Regions from separate parts of the Muntiacus reevesi genome. Here region 1 is linked to region 2. The links are chromatin contacts, called in public Hi-C maps. All regions are on one chromosome and are shown on one strand. The core of a region is the stretch at or near the end of the contact, and the rest is flanking DNA. Distances in the headings are between cores, read along the strand shown.

The links. A called contact is a pair of places that touch in the nucleus more often than the background predicts.
Region 1: a Hi-C map of muscle shows a contact between it and region 2, with 3 times the contacts expected there. The contact joins the promoter of SCO2 here to the promoter of HDAC10 in region 2. A contact is called at or near these places in 2 of 3 Hi-C or Micro-C datasets (blood and muscle).

What each region holds. Positions count from the first base shown.
Region 1 is chr1:63,191,787-63,197,729 of mMunRee1.1, reverse strand. SCO2 (synthesis of cytochrome C oxidase 2) reads left to right here and starts at 3,660. Exons shown (of 2, transcript XM_065945981.1): 1 at 3,660-3,981; 2 at 4,708-5,518. The coding sequence starts at 4,718. The coding sequence ends at 5,518. LOC136175798 (a long non-coding RNA gene) reads right to left here and starts at 3,531. Exons shown (of 4, transcript XR_010664458.1): 1 at 2,986-3,531; 2 at 1,396-2,333; 3 at 432-494; 4 at 49-158. NCAPH2 (non-SMC condensin II complex subunit H2) reads right to left here. Exons shown (of 20, transcript XM_065945971.1): 20 at 5,808-5,943. The coding sequence ends at 5,816.
Region 2 is chr1:62,987,127-62,993,225 of mMunRee1.1, reverse strand. It overlaps HDAC10 (histone deacetylase 10), which reads left to right and starts at 2,716. Exons shown (of 19, transcript XM_065924458.1): 1 at 2,716-3,880; 2 at 3,957-4,091; 3 at 4,285-4,483; 4 at 4,579-4,676; 5 at 4,756-4,860; 6 at 5,237-5,363; 7 at 5,518-5,583; 8 at 5,761-5,820; 9 at 5,896-5,985. The coding sequence starts at 3,822. MAPK12 (mitogen-activated protein kinase 12) reads left to right here. Exons shown (of 12, transcript XM_065945769.1): 12 at 1,160-1,704. The coding sequence ends at 1,239.

The DNA of each region.
Region 1 (5,943 bases), core at 2,411-4,910, 200 kb before region 2:
CGCCCCTCCGCGGCTCAGGCGCAGTGAGCAGTCCCCCGGCTCTTACCCGCAGCAAGACCAGGCAGAACCGCCTGGGCTCGGAAAAGAACGGGCGAGGGCCACGGAACAGGACAGGTTCTGCCCAGGGTCAGGTAGTGAGGCCGAGGCTGGGGGTTCAGCTGAAAAGGGAACGGAAAATAAACTGTCCCGATTCCTATTGCTGGGGTCCCAAGCCTGGGAGATGGAGGGAGAGGCGTACCCAACTCGGACACGGGACACGGGACACGGGACTGAGAGGCAGACACAGGAGAGAAAGGGGACCGGGGTCGGGACATGTGCACTTGGCGTCAGCGACGCGGACCCAGGGCGGCGACAGGTACCAGGTGTGCGTCGCAGCCCAGAGTAGCAGCAGCCCCAGTGACCCCAGGCCCCCTGGCCCCATCTGCCCCTACCGCGCCTGCTGACCAGTCCCGAGGAGGGAGCCAGAGTCCAAGCAGCTGCCGGGGCTGATCCACCTGAAGCAAGGAGACATAAAGGGCTTCTCATGTGCTGTCCCGGACTGGGCACACAGGGCGCACAAATCCGTGTGTGGGGAGGGGTGGCCACCCCTTGACACAGAGGTCACGCCCAGAAATTTCCTGCCCCCAGGAACGCTGCAGCACCCACCACTGTCACTGACGCCGAGGGTACCCCATTGCTGTCGGAACACCCCTCTGTGCTGCTTGCACCACCTTACCACCCATGCCGAGGGGCCATGCTCTTGGCCATCTGGTAGAGAATTGTGGTGCTGACCCCGGCTCTGGCCAAGTCTGGGCAGCAGCTGGCATGACCAGAAGCCTGGTGCCAATAGCCTGGGGACAAATGCCCCAAGGCAGAGTCCTGGCACTTGCCCTGGCTGGCTGTGGCTGCAAGGTTGAAACTTCCCTCTCCAGGCCAGAACCTCTGACCTCAAAGAGGCAAACCACCACCAGCAGGTCCTGACCTAAGCCTGGCCCAGACAGAGCCCTCAAAGGCAGGACCCAGGCTTCTCACTCCCCAGGACAGAACCTGAATCTCCCTTCACCTCAGCCCCCAATAACAGGACCAAGTTATTCGGCTTCTTCTTCAGTTCCCCAGACAGGACTCCCAAGAGAAGAGTTGGGTACTCCTCTCCCTCCACCCCCCAGACTTGTGACCCTAGCAATAAGCACCAGGACAGTTTATTTTCCATTCCCTCTTCAGCTGGACACCCACTACACTGCTCAGTTCAGCTTCAGTTCAGTCACTCAGTCGTGTCCAACTCTGTAACCCCATGGACTGCAGCATGACAGGCTTCCCTGTCCATCACCAAGTCCCGAAGCCTACTCAAACTCCTATGTATCGAGTTGGTGATGCCATCCAACCATCTCATCCTCTGTTGTCTCCTTCTCCTCTCACCTTCAATCTTTCCCAGCATCAGGGTCTTTTCCAATGAGTCAGTTCTTTGAATCAGGTGGCCAAAGTATTGGAGCTTCAGCTTCATCAGTCCTTCCAATGAATATTCAGGACTGATATCCTTTAGGATTGACTGCTATGATCCCCTAGCTGTCTAAGGGACTCTCGAGAGTCGTCTCCAACACCACAGCTCAAAAGCATCAATTTTTCAGTGCTCAGCTTTCTTTATAGTCTAACTCTCACATCCATACACAATTACTGGAAAAACCAGTAAATGCTTAACTCCAGCTGAGGCCTAACCAGGGATGGTGAGGAGAAATATGGGGGTGGGGAGGTGACTTTGCAGGTGTACTCAGCATCCTTGCCTAGCCTGTATAAGTTAGCAACAGATGTGATAATGGGGTACATGGGGGTACCTTGTATAAACTAGTCTATTCATGAATTCATTGTTACCCAGAAACCAGAGCAGGTACAGGCAGAATACTAATTGGTCATCGATCTCAGTTATTGATGGAAAACATAGGCCAGAATCTCTGAAGGATCACTAGGGAGGATATTGATCAGTTATTCATGGGTCATTGGACTTTGGTCAAGACCATCAATGGAAATTTGATAAAGTCACTAATAGGGACTTGGTCTAAATAACCGATGGGCCTCTGATCAATCATTACTGGGTCATAGAATGTTGATCCATATATTTGATGGGCCACTAGTGAGAACTTATCAGAATCAGTCCTGTCATTGGTCATGATTTTGGACATCTGTCAAGGTTGCTGATGAGTCCTTGGTCAGGGTCAGTAATGGGGTCACTGATCAGAGGCAACTGAGAGTCACCGGGAGTCCTATTGCAGGGGAGGTTGGCCAGATACAAGGGTTGCAGGAATGAGTGGGCTGCTGGTGCTGTACTGTGGGTCAGGAAGCTGGTTCCTGCAGATGGGTTCCTGGAGGAAGCAAGAGATGTGACAGCCACCATCAACAGCCGGCCATTCATCACTGATGACCTGACCAGGGTTTGCCTCCTGCGTGTTAAAGACTCCTGAGCTATGAACATACAACCACAGGTGATCTGACCCAAAGCCAGCATCAGTGTCCCACATAACAGGATGCCTGACCACCCACTCAAGAGGGTGACTTGACTGATGCACCTGTCATCCCATCTCACAGGGCACTTGACCTTCCATGTTCAGGGTCCCCGGTCCCTCATGACTGATCCGAGCGTCAGCCTCCCCCACATCTCCCAGGAAGCTCCAGGATCTCCATCACCTGCAGACCCCTTAGCCGCCCACACATAGCCCCCATCCTCAGTAAGAAGGCAGTGGACAGCCCGTCTGCAAAGATGGCAGGCAGAAGTACAGAGAGGCCGCAGTCCCTAGCCGGCACAGGCCCTGGAGCCTATGGAGCCTCTCCACAGAGGTCCCCGTGTGACTGTGGCCTCTCTGTTGGCACGGATCTATTAATGTAGCCCGAATCCTCTTCTCTAACTCGGTAGCCTGACCCTCAGTATCTCAGCAGCCCAGTCTTACCCTGCCGCGACCAAGATCCAGCCTCCCCACTCCATTCCCACCCGGTAACCTTTATCCGAGCAAGACCGACCTGTTCCCGGGTCTGGGGAAACTCTCAGGGCCCTCCCGCCGAGCGAGCTCTTCCTGACCCCCACCGCTGAGGTCAGTCACGGCCGCTCCAGGTGTCTCCCGCTCCCTCCCAAGCCTTCTGTAACTCCCTCTCCAAGGGAACCGGCAATCGAGGGTACATCAGGGGCTGCAATTTGAAGGGACGCGGGGCGAGTCTCGGCAGGTTGGCGCGGGGCCGCCGCTCTGACCGCTACGGACAGCCCGCCGTAGGCAGCAGCCTGGAGTAAGGAAACGGGGCTGCTCCTGGACGGCCTGGGGGTCACCGCGCTCCGGGAGGGGAAGAAGAGAGGTGCCCCCGTCCCGGCTCAGCCCTACACCCGGAGACCCCATCCCAGGCCCAACTGCTCACGGCCCTCTGCCCCCGCGCCCGCTGGACGCAGCAACGAAGCCCGAGAGGCTTGCAGCCGTGCGCGCGCAGGCATGCCAGCCTAGGGAGCGGGGCGGAGACCACACCCGGCGACAGGGAACCACATCCGGCGACTGGGGGCGTCGCCGAGCAAACGCGGCGACGGCGGAAGGGCAGGACCGCGGAGGAAGCCCCGCCTCTTTATGTAACTTCCGGCGGACCTCCGCCTTTGGCGCACGCGCACACGGCCGTCTGCGCGAGCGCGGCGTCGTTGACACATGCGCGCTGACGTCGAGCTGGGCGGGTGGCCCGTGGTGCCTCCCAGGTAGCATCTCGAGACTTGCCGCCCCGACCCTGGGGCGCTGGGGGAGCACCTGCGAGGCGCATTCCGGGAGGCTTCTGTGAAAGGGGCTTCCGGAGGAGAAGGGCTGGAAACGTCTGGGTTTGCAGGCTCACCTTGTGCACAACATGGAGCACGTTTTGTAAGGGAGGAAGGTGGTGTGAACAGGCTAAGGGACGTGTCCAAGGTCGTGCAGCCGAGGAACTGTCGGACGGGCAGAGGCCGGACGTTTAGGAGTCTTCGAGAGGGTCCTCCCAGGAGCACCTGAACAGGTGAGGGGGGGGGGCGGTTCTAATACCTCCACCTGGCAAACCTCCAGAGGTCCCTGAGAAAGGCACAGAGGTCACCGAAGCCGCGGCAGGACATGAGTTCAGAGCTGCCGTCGGGTACCTGGCTGTGAAGAGTGGGCTCGAAGCAAGTAGAAACCTTTTCTTCCGGGCCGACTGCAGGTTGGAAGTGTACGTGCGAGAGGCTGGCGGGGGCTGGGGGCCAGGGGCCAGGCGGAGCGCTGCAGTCTGCGGCGTGTGTGGCGCAAGGTTTCCGCGGGGCCAGGGGCTAGAGCACTGTGGCGGGAGTGGCCTCAGAAGGGCCAGAGGCGGCGATCTTGGGAGGGTGAAGCCAGAAATTCACCCACCTCCTCTCAAGAAATGGATGTTTATTGCAAACAGATAAATATGCCCAGGAATCCGGCTGAGGCGTGTGCATGGAATGCTTTCAGATACAGGCGACGACTGAGCTGTTAAGAGCTGCTAGGGCCGGGGGGGATGGGAGACTGAGGCCCTCAGGCTAAAGAACAAGAGGGACAAGCAGTGAACGCTTGACGATGCCTAAACTGGAGTTTGAGGTTTCAGAGGTGAGGCAGTTGAGCCCAGGTGAGTGGTAGGTGAGCAGCTGCTGACAGCAGAGCCTGTGTAGGGCTGGTCCTTCAGGTGGAGTCAGGGATCTCTTGAATGATGGGGTCACTTCTGGCTCCTGACACTCTTGCTCCTTCCCAGAAGCATCAGGTCCATGCTGCTGCTGACTCGGGCTCCCAAAGCTTGGCACAGGCTCTTTCAACTCAAGCCTCTGGCCCTCCCTGGGACCCCAGGAGGCAAGGCCCAGCATGTGAGATACCAGCTCTTCTCAACGCCGAGCCCTGCAGAGACAGGCAGGCAGGGCCAGCCCCAGGGTCCTGGCCTGCGAACCAGGTTGCTCGTCACAGCCTTGATTGGGGCTGGACTGGGTGGGGCCTGGCTGGCCGTGAGGGCCGAGAAGGAGCGGTGGCAGCAGCAACAGCGGACAGAGGCCCTGCGGCAGGCTGCTGTGGGCCAGGGCGACTTCAGCCTACTGGACCACCAGGGCCAGATGCGCTGCAAAGCTGACTTCCGGGGCCAGTGGGTGCTGCTGTACTTCGGCTTCACTCACTGCCCTGACATCTGCCCCGACGAGCTGGAGAAGCTGGTGCAGGTGGTGCGGCAGCTGGAGGCGGAGCCCGGCCTGCCCCCTGTGCAGCCCCTCTTCATCACCGTGGACCCCGAGCGGGACACCGTGGCTGCCATGGCCCGCTACGTGCAGGACTTCCACCCACGGCTGCTAGGCCTGACTGGCTCCGCGGACCAGATCGCTCAGGTGAGCCGCAGCTACCGCGTGTACTACAGCGCCGGCCCCAAGGACCAAGACCAGGACTACATCGTGGACCACTCCGTCGCCATCTACCTGCTCAGCCCCGACGGCCTCTTCACGGACTACTACAGCAGGGCCAGGTCGGCCGAGCAGATCTCAGACAGCGTGCGGCGCCACATGGCTGCCTTCCGCAGCGTCCTGTGCTAATCCGGGTCATTAAAAGGCTGTGACGGAGCCCTGTGCGGGAGATCTGTACCAGCAGCCCCTGAGGCCATGGCGGGAAGGGGGCTGGGGGCCTGGTTGCTTCCTGGGGTGCAGGGGACAGACAGCCATCTCCCCTACACACAACGGTTCTGTAAAGGTTTTTGTTTTTTAAGGGACTGGTGGGATGGCAACACTTTATTAGGCTGGGCCAGCCAGGAAGGAAAGCAAACCGAGCAGACGCGCACGCGGTATCCGCGGGGGCCGGGCTCTGGGGCCCAGCCCTGGCCGCAGCGCCCCCGCTCAGGGCTGCGCTGTGGAGGGGGCGGCGTAGGTCTGGAAGCGCTTGTGGGCCCTCTGGTGTGTGAGCAGCCTCAGGGCCATGGTATCCACAGCCGCCTCCAGTCCCGGCTGCTGGGTGATCTCCACTG
Region 2 (6,099 bases), core at 1,467-3,966:
GCCTCAGGCCAGCGCTGTGGTCCTGGACGCGGAGGGTGGGGCGGGGCCGGATGGCTGTGCCGCTCACATGAAGCTCCTTTGAGTCCCTGGGTTCTCGGTGCTGCCAGCGGGGGCTGCACCTTTCTCTGTGCTGGGTTTTGTGCTTGTAAGTTTTCTGTTGCTAAAAAAAGACCAGAAAACCCAAAACCGCAGGCCATAGGATCCTGTCTGTGGTTCCCGCCCCAAACTGTAGTAAGAACTTTTGCTTTTACTACAGACCATGTTTGCGGTTAAAGCCCCGGTCAGGTATTTAAGCTCATTACTTCCTGTCTCCCTGGGAAAGGCCAGCCTTTCAGCAAGGGCTTCTCCACACTGACCATCCCCGTGTGGCTTGGCCCCGCCCTGCGTGAAGGTCAGACGGATGGCCTGGGAGTCACCCCACGGGTGGGAACACAACCGTGCCACTCACTGGGCAAACCACACAGACCACATGCTGTTGAGTCATGGTCCTCTGAATGGGCTCCGGGAGCCCCAGTGGTCCCCCAGACGGGCGCTCTGCCGGCCTGGTGAGTGTGGGCACGCTGGGAGAGGTGGAGCAGCGCCCCCTCCCTAGGGACCGCCCGCTCTGGGCATGGTGCAGGGAACATGGGGACCGGCGAGGAAGCCCGAGATGCAGGTGCTCAGTGGGAACTTCACTCTCGTTTGAGGCTTCATAGATGTTCTGCATTCAGAAGCTGGAAGGCCCTGGTGGGACCCTGAGTAGCTCCACTTGAGTGAACACATTGGTTTATGTGCCCGCAACATCCTCTGTTCACTGAGGCAGGCTGTGGGGCCAGAGCCACTTTGGGGGCTGCGTGTGTGGGCTACAGGAGTCCCGTCAGGGTGGACAGTCCCTGGGGATGGATACAGATGGATTCGCACATGTGGGAAGCTCCCTTGGTGCCTAAGCCCTGGCAGTGATCTCTGACTGTAATTTAGGGGGCAGTGAGCCCCGAGGTCAGTGACCTGTGCTCTGGGCCCGGGCGTTTTCCCCATGCCCACCCCGAGTGGAATCTCAGGAGCTGTCACTGGCCCGGGCGAGCACTTGGTCTGGGTCACTGGTGTCGTAGCTTGGTATGCACCGTGGAGCTGTCTGATGGGTGGTGGGCTCCTTCTCCTGTGACTGTCCTTCTGGCCCCAGGTGTCACATATAAAGAGGTGCTCAGCTTCAAGCCTCCCCGGCAGCTGGGGGCCAAGGTCTCCAAGGAGACAGCCTTGTGAAGACGCCTGGGCCCTGGCTGGGGCTCCACCTGGACGGGAGACCCCGTCTGCCACTGTGACCTTGGCTGAGGCTGGAGTCTCGGGAGCCCCTGTACTCCACGGAACCTCTCTTGGAAGCCTGTTCCTCTGCTCGCAGACCCCATCTCAGCCTAACCTTGGAGGAGCATCTGGACTTTCTGGACAGGATGCCCACCTGACCTGGGGCTGGGCTCTGAGCCTGCCAGCAGCGGTCCCTGTCCCCAGGACGCACCAGAAGCTTCAGAGCCAGTGGGGTGGGACAGGACTTGGGGTCAAGTCCTGGCCTCTGACCCTGCCTTCTCTGAACTGTGCTGAGAAGGAAGGACAGGATGCCGACTCAGGGATGCGTCTCCTGAGGGTGTTCGTGTGGACGCTTCTTCACCCCCAGCCTGGAATGTACATTGGTCACATGGTGTGGCCCCTCGGCTGGAGGAAATAAACCCTTTTGTAGGTCACACTCTGCTTCACTTTCTCATTCCTGGGCTGGAGCTCCACCTTTAGGTTTGTGTTTGGAATAAGGAGGCTGGTCTGGGAGTTTCTCCCCACCCTGAGCCACTGGGCCTGGGCAACCCTTCCCTCCCCGGCCACAAAGCTGACCCCCCAACCTGTGTCAGGGAGCCTCAGGCCTGGAGCCCCCGAGGCGGGGTTTGGCCCCGGCCTTCTTGCGCGGTGGTGGTTGTGTAGTCAGTTGCTCAGTCCTGTCCGACCGCTTGCAACCCCATGGACTGTAGCCCGCCAGGCTCCTCTGTCCATGGGATTCTCCAGGCAAGAATACTGGAGTGGGTTGCCATTTCCTTCCTCTAAGCTTAGAGCCTGGAGCCAGATGCAGGGCAGGGCCTGACAGGGGTGAGAGGGTCAAGGTCCAACTCGGGTGTCAGTCCCCGGTATCTGGGGTTCCCGCACTCTCCAAGGCCAGATTCGTGGGCGGGAGGGTCATGCAAGACGCTGGCGGCTTCTCAGGGGCCTCTGAGACGCCTGAGCTTTAGCAGAAGGTGGTTTCTGCGCTCCGCTTCCTGTCGCAGGCCCGGCAGTACCCTGCAGCCGCGGGTGAGCCCGCGGCGCCCTCTGCTGGCCGTAGAGGACTCGCCGACGGGTCAGGGGCCACCCTGGGGCTCCTCCCCAGTTTCCCTAGGCAGGTGCGCGCAAGGCGCGATCCGCCGGTCTTCCTTCTCCCGGCCTCGCGCACAGCTGGTTCAGCCGAATATATACGGTCAAGACAAGTGACCACAGTGGATACCGCCGTCCGCCCAGGCCGCCCGCGTCTGTGACGCAAGCGTTCAGCCATCTCCGCGGGGCGGGCGGCCGCGGGCCCCGCCTCGGCGACCACGTGCGCGGGACGGCCTGTCGGCTCGCGGCTTCCGAGCTGCTCTGATTGGCTCCGGGGCGGGCACGCCTTCCCCAGCCGGCGGCGGCCAGGGGCCCACGCGGCAAGCACCCCTACCGGGACGGGGGCGTTTCGAGCAGGCCGAGGGCCGCGGGGCAGTGCAAGGCCTCCCTCTACAGCTGCCCCGCCGTGGGGGTCGTCCCCGTACGGCTGCAGCAACCGAGGACGGGAGCGAGCACGCCTGCCCCGGGCCCTTGCCCCGCCTCCAGATCTCCCGCCGCGGAGACCAGCCCTCGCAGGCCCAGCCATCTCGCCCCGACCCGAGACCGCCTCAGAAAGTCTGCCCTCCAGGCCCGGCCCACAGCCCGCCCCCACGGGCTCAGTCCCCCGAAGCTCTCGGTTTGAGGCCGGGAGACACCCCTCTGTTGGTCTCCTCCCTCGCTTTCCCCACTCGGTGCTGCGCCTGTCCGGCTTCTCGGCCACAGTCCTGAGCCCCCGAGTCCCCCGCTTTCCGGCCGGGGGTCTTCCCGGAGCTTCAGTCGGACACTTCTTGCGCCTGGGGCGTAGCTCTGCGCTGCAGCCCTCTCGGCCTGAGTCCTGGCCCCCTTCCCGGGGCGAGGCTCCTCATCGCCTCGCTCCTTCCCTTTTCCCTGCGCTCTCGCAGCCGGGCCTCGGGCAGCGCGGGGCGGCGGTGGGCAACCGCTGTGTCTGAGCCGCGGCGCGGGGTCTGGGCTGGCCTGGAGGAGGCCCCGGGCGGGGGGCGCAGACTCGCGTGGCGCCGCCGCGACAGCCCGCGGAGCTTGGGCACTCTGGCCGTCCGGCTCCGCACCCGGCCGCTCCGACTTCCGCAGGGCGCGAGGCAGAGAGCCCGCCCTCGGCGCCGGGGGAGGGGGAGGGGGGATGGGGAGCCGCCGCCGGCGGGAAGGGAGGCGCGCGGAGCCGGAGGGGCTCAGGCCTGGGCCCGCTCTGCTGCGTCGGGGCGGGGACTGGGGCAGCCCCACGTGGGACGAGACGGAAGCCAGGGCTCTGGAGCTACCCGGGCGACCCCGGCCTGGCTGTGGCGCCAGCTGGACCTGGGGCCTCCCCGTCTGGGCTTCCTGAGATCCCGCCCAGGCCCCAGTGGCTCCCCTGGCTGCTCCCTGGGGTTGCCACGAGGGGCGGGCGGCGCACTGATCTGCCTGTAAGCGGGATCGTTGGGTCCTGCCCACCCTGAGTGGCCTACAGTGACCCCCGGCGGGCCATGGGGACCGCACTTGTGTACCACGAGGACATGACAGCCGCCCGGCTGCTCTGGGACGAGTATGTGGGGCCTGGCAGAGGGAAAGGTGGGGGGTGAAGACAGAGGCTCTGGACGCTGAGCTCTCTGTCCACTCAGCCCTGAGTGTGAGATCGAGTGTCCTGAGCGCCTGACCACTGCCTTGGAGTGTCTGCAGCAGCAAGGTCTGGAGCAAAGGTGTCTGCGACTGGCAGCCCGCGAGGCCTCGGAGGCGGAGCTGGGCCTGGTGCACAGGTCAGATGGGGGGCGGGCCACGGCCCTAGAAGGCTGGGGCTGCCCAAGCCTGCTGTTCCGGCACATAGAGCCTCCCCCCAAGCCTCAGTTTCCCCGTTGTGGGGGTAGGTGAAGGAGCAATGAGGCGGGCAGTCCCTCTCTCCTCTACCTGCTTCTCCTGGCGACCCTGCCTTGCCTGCCTGCCTCTTTGTAGCCCCGAGTATGTGGCGCTGTTGCGGGGGACCCAGGCCTTGGGCACCAGGGAGCTCCAGGCCCTGTCCAAGCAGTACGATGCCGTCTACCTCCATCCGGTGCGTGCCCTGGCTGACCCGCCCCCCAGTCACACATCCGGTACTTGTGCCTGTTCACGGCCGGCACTCCCATGTGCTGTGCCCTGTTGGCTGCCACTGCAGGTACCCGGGAATGGTGCCTTGTAACCTGGCACAGGCCTTGGTCGAGCCTGTGAGGAGTGGGGGGCCGGGGGCTGACCTGGACCTCTCCCCCGCAGAGTACCTTCCACTGTGCCCGGCTGGCCGCGGGGGCTGCGCTGCAGCTGGTGGACGCGGTGCTGACGGGAGCTGTGCGCAACGGGCTCGCCCTGGTGAGGTGAGCGCGGCACCCCCCCGACCTGCTGGGGGCCCTGTGAAGGCACAGTGACCCTGACCTGCCCCACACTCACCCGCAGGCCTCCTGGACACCACAGCCAGAGGGCTACTGCCAACGGATTCTGCGTGTTCAACAACGTAGCCATAGCAGCCAAACACGCCCAGCAGCAGCACGGGTTGCGCAGGTTTGTGTCAGTCCGGCTGCAGGGTAAGGCCCAGGCCAGACGCGGAGCGGGGACGGAGGGACCTCTTCCCATCCTGGGCCTGGCTCCTGGCCAGGAGTGGGAGGCCCTGACCCTTATCACCCCAGAACTGTCTGTCCCAGGGTCCTCATCGTTGACTGGGATGTCCATCATGGTCAGGGCATCCAGTATATCTTCGAGGATGACCCCAGGTAAGCGGGGGGCTCCCTGCCACCCCACTTTTCAGGCTGAGCCTGGCCTGAGAGGGGAGACACAGCTGTGTGCTCAGCGGCTGGGGGCTGGGGTCAGGGTTCTGCCAGGAGCCCTGAGGCTGGGGGGGGGGTGACCTCTGACCTTTGACCCCGGCTGGCTGTTGCAGCGTCCTTTATTTCTCCTGGCACCGCTACGAGCACGGACACTTCTGGCCGCATCTGCGGGAGTCAGATGCTGATGCTGTCGGACGGGGGCGGGGCCTTGGCTTCACTGTTAACCTGCCCTGGAACCAGGTACTGGCCACCACCCCCCTCACCCAGTCTACGTTACCCCTAAGCCGTGTGTAGCCCTGGGCGTGCAGCCAGAACCACCCCCAGAAGCCAGGCCTGGGGTTGAAGACCCTGCAGTGCTTCCTGGCAGGGCTGCTCTGACGCCTCTTGACTGCAGGTCGGGATGGGAAATGCCGACTACGTGGCCGCCTTCCTGCACGTGCTGCTGCCCCTGGCCTTTGAGGTGACTCTGGAGGGGTTGGAGGCAGGAGGGGAGGGGTATTCGGTGCCCAGAGGCTCCCCTCTCCCCACCAGCGTGGAACAGGACTCTTGGGGGTTAGGAGGGTCTCTCTGGAGGGGCCTCCCCTCTGCCTCTGCTCCAGCTGCTTTTCTTTCTCTTCCCACCGGGCCCTGCCTGCAGTTCGACCCTGAGCTGGTCCTAGTCTCTGCAGGATTCGACTCAGCCATCGGCGATCCCGAGGTGAGGGCCTGGCCTGGCTTTAGAGGGCTTCTGGGCCCCGGGCCAGGCCCTCCTCACGCCTGGCTCTGGCTGCAGGGGCAGATGCTGGCCACGCCGGAGTGCTTCGCCCACCTCACACAACTGCTGCAGATGCTGGCTGGCGGCCGGGTCTGCGCCGTGCTGGAGGTGACCGCAGCGAGGGGGAGGGCACCTGGGCAGAGGCCGGGGTACTGGCGGAGGTTGCTGCCGTGCGGAGCGGGGCGTCCCGCCTGGGGCCCTGACCGCCCTGCCTGTCGTGTC